Regions from separate parts of the Arachis hypogaea genome. Here region 2 is linked to region 1. A link is a contact called in public Hi-C data. All regions are on one chromosome and are shown on one strand. The core of a region is the stretch at or near the end of the contact, and the rest is flanking DNA. Distances in the headings are between cores, read along the strand shown.

Evidence for each region. Hi-C and Micro-C count contacts between places; a contact is called where the count stands out from the background.
Region 2: a contact with region 1 is called in a Hi-C map of leaf, with 4 times the contacts expected there. The contact joins the promoter of LOC112741998 here to the promoter of LOC112741993 in region 1. A contact is called at or near these places in 2 of 8 Hi-C or Micro-C datasets (both in leaf).

Annotation. Positions count from the first base shown.
Region 1 is chr14:37,645,174-37,649,758 of arahy.Tifrunner.gnm2.J5K5, forward strand. LOC112741993 reads left to right here and starts at 2,399. Exons shown (of 6, transcript XM_072214077.1): 1 at 2,399-2,966; 2 at 3,125-3,254; 3 at 3,621-3,815; 4 at 3,902-4,172; 5 at 4,273-4,585. The coding sequence starts at 3,795. The coding sequence ends at 4,376. LOC112741992 reads left to right here. Exons shown (of 7, transcript XM_025791196.3): 7 at 1-70.
Region 2 is chr14:38,326,952-38,331,410 of arahy.Tifrunner.gnm2.J5K5, forward strand. It overlaps LOC112741998 (phytanoyl-CoA dioxygenase), which reads right to left and starts at 2,885. Exons shown (of 9, transcript XM_025791209.3): 1 at 2,643-2,885; 2 at 2,429-2,553; 3 at 2,260-2,320; 4 at 1,933-2,001; 5 at 1,476-1,594; 6 at 1,168-1,315; 7 at 925-1,069; 8 at 719-805. The coding sequence starts at 2,697.

The DNA of each region.
Region 1 (4,585 bases), core at 1,149-3,648:
AAGGATTTAGAACACCAATTTATATACAATAATGAAACCTGAAAGTACCAATCACTAGTTCATGACAAAATTCTACATTATCCTCATTAGATAATCACTTTTTTATTTTTCTTTTTGTCAGATTTATAGCATCTTCTTAATGAAGAGATTGATAACCGAATGCCAGTCACCAATATCTGCAAACCTTCTCATTAAAACAATAACAAATGTTCGGTCTTTCATTTTGTTGAAATAACATTTTTATAATTTCATGCGAATTTCTCTCCCGTCCCCGTCACGGAAAAAAAAAAAAAAACAGCTTGGCCTAGGTTGATTTTTCAAGTATAATCTCCTAAGTTTTGGTTAATTCTTTATTTGCTTATTCTTATTCTTTATTTTCTTTTTAAAGTTTTTATAGACAATTCATTTTTATTTCTGTTCTTGTGTGGATGAACTTTCGAGATATATATCGTCTTAGAGGAAATTGAACTTATCTCTTCGTTTCCAAAGAATATATACTTCGGCAAAAAGAACACGGAAGGTGGGTACCTGAAAAAGACACTCCGACGCTCAAATCAGTAAGTGTTTAAGAGGTATAAGAATCTTATGATTATAGAATGTTAAATATGAAATAGAATTTATCATGTGTGTGTATGTTTATAATAATTCTATGATTATAGAATGTAAAACATGAAATAGAACTTATCATGTGTTAGTGTTGAGATATAGAAATTGGTGCGTATAGAGTTGATGAATAAAGTTGATGTTATGACCGTTAGTCATTAAATTAGAATAATGGTTATTATTAAGATTGTCCGTTACAAACTTAGAATGAAGGCAAATAAAGTCGAGTTATAACTCATAATGCACAATAAAGACCAAGCTATAAGGTAATGGATAACAATTTCAAATAAAAAATTTTTGTTTATTGTTTTTGTCTTATCTCATGGTTTTAAATATGGTAAAACAATAATTATCACTTTGTAGATCCAATAATAAACAAGATATCGATACAATTTTATATATGTTCCTCAAGGAATTTAAATATTAGAAGCTCAAAATCACATCTATTAATAGACAATAAGAATGTAGTAGATAGTTTATTACTCGACAAGTGGACGTTGCAATTGAATGACAAGTGTCCTGAGCTAAATACATCGGTGATACTGAATAAACCCATTAGAGCCTAGCGCGGTCAAAGATGGTATATTGAGCTTCAAATTTCAAACACCCCTATGTAAGGGTGGTGAAGTTTCTTTTTGTAACAATCTGGGTGTTTGAGAGCAGTTAAGTAAGCACAAACTGTTTGAGAGCAAATTAATCCCTGCATATAGATGGTGGAGGAGTTTGATATGTTAATGGATATTAATGCAAGAAAACTTTAGTAGAACTTCAAGGTTTATGTTGTTCATCTATGGGAAGTTTCAAGCAAGTTCAACGTTAATGAGATCAATGGCATAGAGATGGTTCTTCAAGACACCACGACAAGTTTGTAGTAACACATGGTCATTTTTGGTAGTTTTGGGGTTTTAAACTGTACCCTCATGGCTTTATCTTTTATTTTTGTAGGGTAGGAGAATACAAGCTTCTATCCCAGAACCTTTGGTCAGGACGTAGAGAGGTAATATTGTGGAGTTCAACATGTACATTATGACTAATTTTATGGTGGTTGATAAGAAAGAGAAAATAAGGATAACCACAAATAGGTGGTCCATAAATTTTTCACATAGGACCATTGTCGTTCCAATAGCTCGACCAAGTTTTTCTCTTGAAACTTTACCCTTCAAGCCATTTCCAGAGCTGTTGGCTGCTAACAAGCTCGACGATGCTATCTTAATAGGTATGCTATTCATTATGTATTATGGACATATACTACAAAGTTATAGCATTTTAATTTATTAATTTTTGATCTGGCGTAAATGTGATAGTGGAGGTGGTTGGTAAGAAAGATCCAAGAGAACTAATAACTAGCAAAAGAAGGGAGACTAAATTGAAGACCTTGAGTAAGTTAATCGGAATTTAGTTCTCTTTGTAAGACTTGAAATTTCTGAAAATTAAATAATAAATTATTTATGATTATTATATTTAATTAAGATTATATTTTAAGAAATTTTATATACAAATTAAGCAATTCTTTATTTATGATTTAAAACTTTAGTAATTGAATAATAATAAGAATTTTATATGCTTTAATTTGAATAATTAGATTTTTAATTTTATTTTATAATTTTAAAGGAAATTGATTTTTATTATTTCTAATTCTTGAATTAGAGTAATTATTTAAAAAAAATTTACAAGTTGATGAATAAATGATATTTTTATATATATTTATTGTTGGATTAAAATTAGTTTTTAATTACTAAATTATCCTATTTTTATTAGAAATTACAAAACCATCCTTATACCTTTCAAAAACCCTAACCCTAACATTCCAACATAACTATAGCCGTCAATTCCTCCTTTCCAAAACACAACCCAGTAGCAGCAAATACCAAAAGAAACAAAGAAATGGGAGAAGGGAAGAGAGAGAACGGAGAGCGGAGGAAAGAGAGAGGGAGGGGACGTGCTGCTGTCGTCGTCCAGCCCGCCTTGCCGCAGCCACCGTTCATGTGCCGCCACCGTTGTCTCCAAACTGCGCACCACCATCGTGACAAGGAGAGAGAGAGAGAGAGAGAGAGAGAGAGAGAGAGAGAGAGAAGCCACCGTTGCGTGTTGATTTCTGGTTTCATCGCACCATCTCGCCATCGGTACCGCTACCATCGTCGTCGTCGAACCCGTGCCATTCATTGCTGGTTGCACCGCCGCCGAAGCTCCCCTCATCGCCATCGATGCCGATCTGACCAGAGGAGAAGAGGGAGAACGACATGAGGAGAGAGAGACAGAACGCGTGCAAAGAGAGAGAAGGCGTCGCGAGGTGGTTCCGCCGCCGTTTCTGCCGCCGCTGCTCTCGTTACTATTGTCATTGGTGGAGCTCGCCACCGCTGGAGGTGAACCGGCATCACGTCCTTGCTACCCAGTGCCACTGCTACTCTGTTTCCACGTTTTTCCTTTGTTACAATAAGTACCCCTATTTAGAAATCCTTACTGCTTGCGAATATGTGTTCTATTATAAGTTATTGAGTTTTACGCGACGTTATTATCTCAGGATTGAGTTTTGGTTGTTGCATGCTATGTTTGATGAACTATTGCTGTTGCGAGGATGGACTGAGTTGACGCTGCTGTTGCGAATTAAGGGTTTTAAAGGAACTTTGTCGTGTGGTTAAGTCGCGGTCGAGGTAGGAATTTTTTTTAAAACTTATTTTATATCGCAGAATTGTTATAAATAGATATTGGAGTAAAAAATATATTTTATTTTATGATTTTGTGAGTCTTATGGATTGAATTGAGTTGTTCTAGATGATTGTAATTGTTTGTCTAGTGAAATTATTGACTGTTTGAGAAGGTTGAATATTGTAAGTTATTGATTTTGTTAAATTGGCGGTTGTCGAATTGATTTTCTTGAGATTTGGAAATGTTTTATTATTGAAAATGAGTTGACTTTCTAGCGTGATAAAACATGGTCTATTGAGCTTCAAATTTCAAACATCCCTATATAAGGGGCTGAAGTTTCTTTTTGTAACAACCCGAGTGTTTGAAAGCAGCTAAGTAAGCACAAACTGTTTGAGAGCAAATTAATCCCTGCATATAGGGCAGAGGAGTTTGATATGTTAATGGATGTTAATGCAAAAAAGATTTAGTGGAACTTCAAGGTTTATGTTGTCCATCTATGGGAAGTTCCAAGCAAGTTCAATGCCAATGAGATCAATGGCATAGAAATGGTTCTTCAAGACATTAAGGTAAGTTTGTAGTAACACATAGTCTTTTTTTTTGTGGTTTTTGGTTTTAAACTATACTCTCGTGCCTTTATCTTTTATTTTTGTAGGGTAGGAGAATACAAGCTTTTATTTCTAAACCTTTGGTCCGAATGTGGAGAGGAAATATTGTGGAGTTCAACATGTACATTATGACTAATTTTATAGTGGTTGATAAGAAGGAGAAAACAAGGACAACCACAAATAGATGGTCCATAAATTTCTCACATAGGACCATTGTCGTTCTAGTATCTCGACCAAGTTTTTCTCTTGAAGCTTTACTCTTCAAGCCATTTCTGGAGCTGTTGGCTACTGACAAGCTCAGCGATGCTATCTTAATAGGTATGCTACTCATTATGCATTGTGGACATAAGAGATGTTAAATGCTACTACAAAGTTATAGTATTTCAATTTTTTTTTATTAATTTTTGATCTGGTGTAGATGTGATAGGGGAGGTGGTTGGTAAGGAAGATACAAGAGAACTAATAACTCGCAAAGGAAGGGGGACTAAAAGACTGGCTGTTATGATTGAAGACCTTGAGTAAGTTAATCGGAAAAGTAAGAACTGAGCCACTAATAGTAGTAGCCAATGTTCTGAAAATCGGACCGAACCGGCCGATCGAATCGGTCCAACTGGAAACTAGTGATGAAAACGGTCCGGTCTGCTGCCTATAACCGCTCGATGGCAAACCATTCAGAAACCGTTGAACTGGCCAGGAATCGGCCAGTTGGACTGGACCGGTAACCGGTTGGT
Region 2 (4,459 bases), core at 1,635-4,134, 680 kb after region 1:
AGTATTTAAGTACTCAAGGCACAATTGAAGTGTGCATTATTAATAACCATGCGGGAAACTACCAAAAATACCCTTGGAAGATTTGTGCAATGAGAAAGTTCAAAACGACCAAAATTCTCCTAATAGATTCAAAAACGTGACAAAACTAACCAAAAAACCATTTCTTTATAAGTGGCAAATGACTTTTGTATTTGACAAATGACTTGTGCATTTGATTCGAATTTTGGTGGAAACATTTGAGTAACTACTTAGAAAATATATGCAGAAAGAAACCAGAGCGAAATTCAACATTTAGACACCTTTTTTCATTTTGTTGTTAAATTAGACCATTCACAAAAAGAATCAACTTGGCATAGATCATCAAATTTTAAGGATGAAAGATCTCATTTATCTAGTCATTCTTGCAAAAGAACATCAAAATCCAATCGCTAAAACCCTTTTTGAGAATATATTTCTAGTATTTGATTTTTGTCCACGTTTTCAAGTCTGCAGGGTGTTTTTGCCGTTTTGATCTTACAAGAGTGTTTTTGGGCATTTAAATCTTTTGGGGGTATTTTTGGTGGTTTACCCTAATCATGTTTTTTATAGAAGCATTATTAATAAGCATATATACCTTATGAACATTGCCATTAGCAAATAAATTAACCTTTCAATGACATTCAAGCTCCTGAATGAGTAAAGAGGCTATATAAAAATTATTCTTAGGATATACACTTACCAATTTTCCGGTGCCCATTGGCAGCCATCAGTGTCCACCACATGCAGGCTGTATGCATGCCTTGATTTTTGGGACTGGTTTTCAAAGCTGTCATCCGTAAACAAAAGCAGAGAAGGATGAATTATAAGGATCATATCCTCTTCAACAGCAATTCTCCTTCCATATTTCATGATATACATCATCCAAAGAGAATCGTTTTAACAAACCTTTGATGGATAAGATCACCATGGATGACAACCAATGAACCAGCTTTTACTTCAATAGGAACAAAATCCTTTTGATCATAAGATGGTGAGGGTCGATCAAATTTAACACCATCTTCATCCCGTAAAAACCTTCTGACAAGCCCCTCTACAGCAGCCAAAGAACAAAGAAAAGACCAAGATCTGATAAATCAATGCAATGGATGTATGTTTAGGGAACAAATACCAAACAGAGGGAAGTATTACTCTTGTGAGATCCAGGTATTGCCCACAGGCAACCATTTAATACCGTTGCATCTTCCAGAGCCAGCCACAGCCCTGTGCATGTTTGGGGTTCGGTATAAAGAAACGAGTTATCCTGGTGTGGCACTACTTCACCCCCTATACCTGGTTGCTGCCAATTAAAATTTCATATGCCAGGTAATCATAAATTCCAGAAACCAAAATAGTCAACACTAGAATATTCCTTATTTATATGTTTATATACAACCAGAAAATGTTGTTTCAACCATATGATCAGCAATTGAACCTCAGAAAGACAGATGAAAATGTACCTTAAAAATGTACATAGACTGCATGATTACTGGCCTCTTGTAACCTAAGGAGTACATCAAACTAGAAACTTTGTTGGAAGAAGAAAACTTCTTGAATGCCGGCTCAATCTCGTGAAGCGCTGCACAGAATCATAACAAACACCACAGGCCCCAACCCCCCCAAAAGAGGATAGTTAGATTCACAGGGAACAGAATCATTTTTGGAATTAGCAATGCTACCGACAGATTTCTTGCATTCACCAGTGTACAACAGCATGTGGTCTCATCTAAAAAGGGTAACCCAAATTGAATAATCTTAGTCTTTTCACATTAACGAAAACCATGGCCTTCTACAAATTTGTCCTAAACAAATTAATTCAACATACAAGCCTAAAGGGCATCATTAAAAGAGTGCTACCGGAGGGTGTGCACGCACACACACATATATACAGAGAGCGCAAGAGTATTGAAGGCTCACCATGGCCTACTTTATTAAGGGAGAGTTGCTTGGGTTGCTTTAATTTTCCATCATCCCCAAATGCTTTCTCTGCCAATACACAAAACAGAGGAAATCACCAAACCATGCAATTATCAATAGACATTCTAATTTGTAGTGCACTTTTACTGTAAAAACAAGCTTCCAATCATGGATTGTCACATCATAAAAAAACAACATCCACACTACTTGAAAATAATCTAATAGAATGAATTACAGTGACACAGTTCATGAAAATAAACAAATGAATGGATTTATCATTTCCACAATCTTAGAAGAAACCCGTGTAAGTAAATGATTTTTGAATACCTTCGAAGAAGAAGGAAATTTTCTCTGCGCTCTCAAAGAAGTAATCATCAGTCAACTTTTGCTGTGAAATCCATAAAAACAATCAAGAGTGAGGTAAATACTACAGTTAAAAAGTAACACACAAAAAAGAAGGAGAAACAGAATGAAAGTAAGTTTGTTTTCTTTAGACCTGGTTCTTGGTGGAGAAAATAGAGGCGGTGGAGGAAGGGTCAAAGTCATTGACCAATTGGTCCATCCTCCGAACCATGGCATCAATGTCGTCATCAGTGGCAAAGGATTCCAACACAATATAACCTACGCAAAAACATGGTGATTGGTGTAAGCTTAGTTTGAAGACTAGGGATTTGAACTATGAAGAGAAAGGGGGTTAGGGTTTAGGGTACCTTGAGAATTGAAGGATTGGAGCTGATCTGCAGTGAGGTTCCCAACGATTCCCATTGGAATTCGGTGATTCAACTTCGATTACTGGAATTGTTCTCCGGGAGGGTTAGGAATTAGGAAGGTAGAAGGAATGAAGGAGGACAAAATGGTCAGATGATCATCATATATGATATATCTGCTTATCCGCTACGAAACTACAACCCAGGTTAGCTACTACTAATTACTTACGAGCAATATTAGGGACCAGTAACATTTGTGATTAGTAACCATCAAATAGTCATCAATGATAATTTAATGGTGTGAGATTGTTGTGAGATTTCATCTAATAGCTCACTTTTTTCTGCTGGTTACATACTGACCAAAATTCAATAAAATTGCTGGTCCCCTAGACTTTTCCATTACTAAAATAATTTACTTGAGGGCTAATTTGGGATTTCAGACCTTTTTTAATGTACTTATGTACAAACTACAAAACAAAAATGAACTATCTAAATAAAATAGAAAAGAGTTATAACTTGTTTAATTATACAAAGTCTAACAATAATTTTAAGTAACTTTATTTAATTTAGAGTAAAGTGACAATTAGATCTTTAAAAATATTAATTTTGGACTAATTAGTCCTTGAAAAAAAAAACCAATTAAGTTCTCCAAGATAGTAAACGGTAGACATGTATGACCACATATATGACTTTCTGTCAATAAATAGTGCAAAACAAAACTGAATTGTCCATGTATTCTGTTATTTACAGTGGTGCATGTCTCGTTATTGTCACATGAGTAGGAAAACAATGTAGTTTTACACAGTGAAGCATTTATTATCTTTTGAGTTTTCATATACCTTTTATCATAAATTCTATCAAAACAAGTGAAATTTCATTCCAAAAATTGTTTTCTACATGACTATCTTTCATAAATAGACATGTCAGAGTAATTAACAGTACGTATAAGCATCAACGTTAAGTTTTAATTGATTAATTGATAGAAGGACATCATGTGTCCACTGTTTGCCATTTTGGAGGACCAAATTGGTACTTTTTTTTCTTTAGGCACTAATTAATGCGAAGTTAAAATCTTCAAGGATCTAATTATTACTTTACTCTTTAATTTAATATTTTTATTTTATGTATGTAACTTTTAGAATTATATATTTATTATATCGAATAATTTTAATTAGTTTGTTGATTTTTATAGTTTTACTAAATTTATAATTAGATCCTATAATTTTTTTAATTATATTCTTGTACTATTTTTAATTTTATAATTAGGTCTTTGTCAATATAAAAAATATTTAGAATTAATAATAATTAATAAATATAAAATAAGATAAGTAATAACTAAGAAATATAAAATAAAATAATTTTAAATTGTATTAAGCTAATTTTCTATTGCTTTTAGACTTTTTGTTTTGTATAATATTTGTATTTAGATAAAAAGAAGGGTTTGACTAATATGTGTCTTAAAGACATATGATAAGTTTATTATTAGTAAAAAATTTTAAATATTTTTTTTAATGAATGTAAAATAAATGTATTGAAAATTTTAATTTTTTATATTTATAATATTTTTTTTAATTTATAAACTTAACATGTACCCTTAACTAAGGGAACATGTTAGCTAAATTCTAAAAAGAATGAGTTTCACACAATTAGACTTAATCATATTCGTTGAGTCTATTAAATCCTAAAATGATCTCTTAAATTGGAATCCTACACCAAAATAACCTCTAAAATTTTAATTACACTACTATAGACTTGTTGCCATAACTTGGCACAAGTTATCTCTAATAACATCCCCTATACATCCACTATTACTATTACCA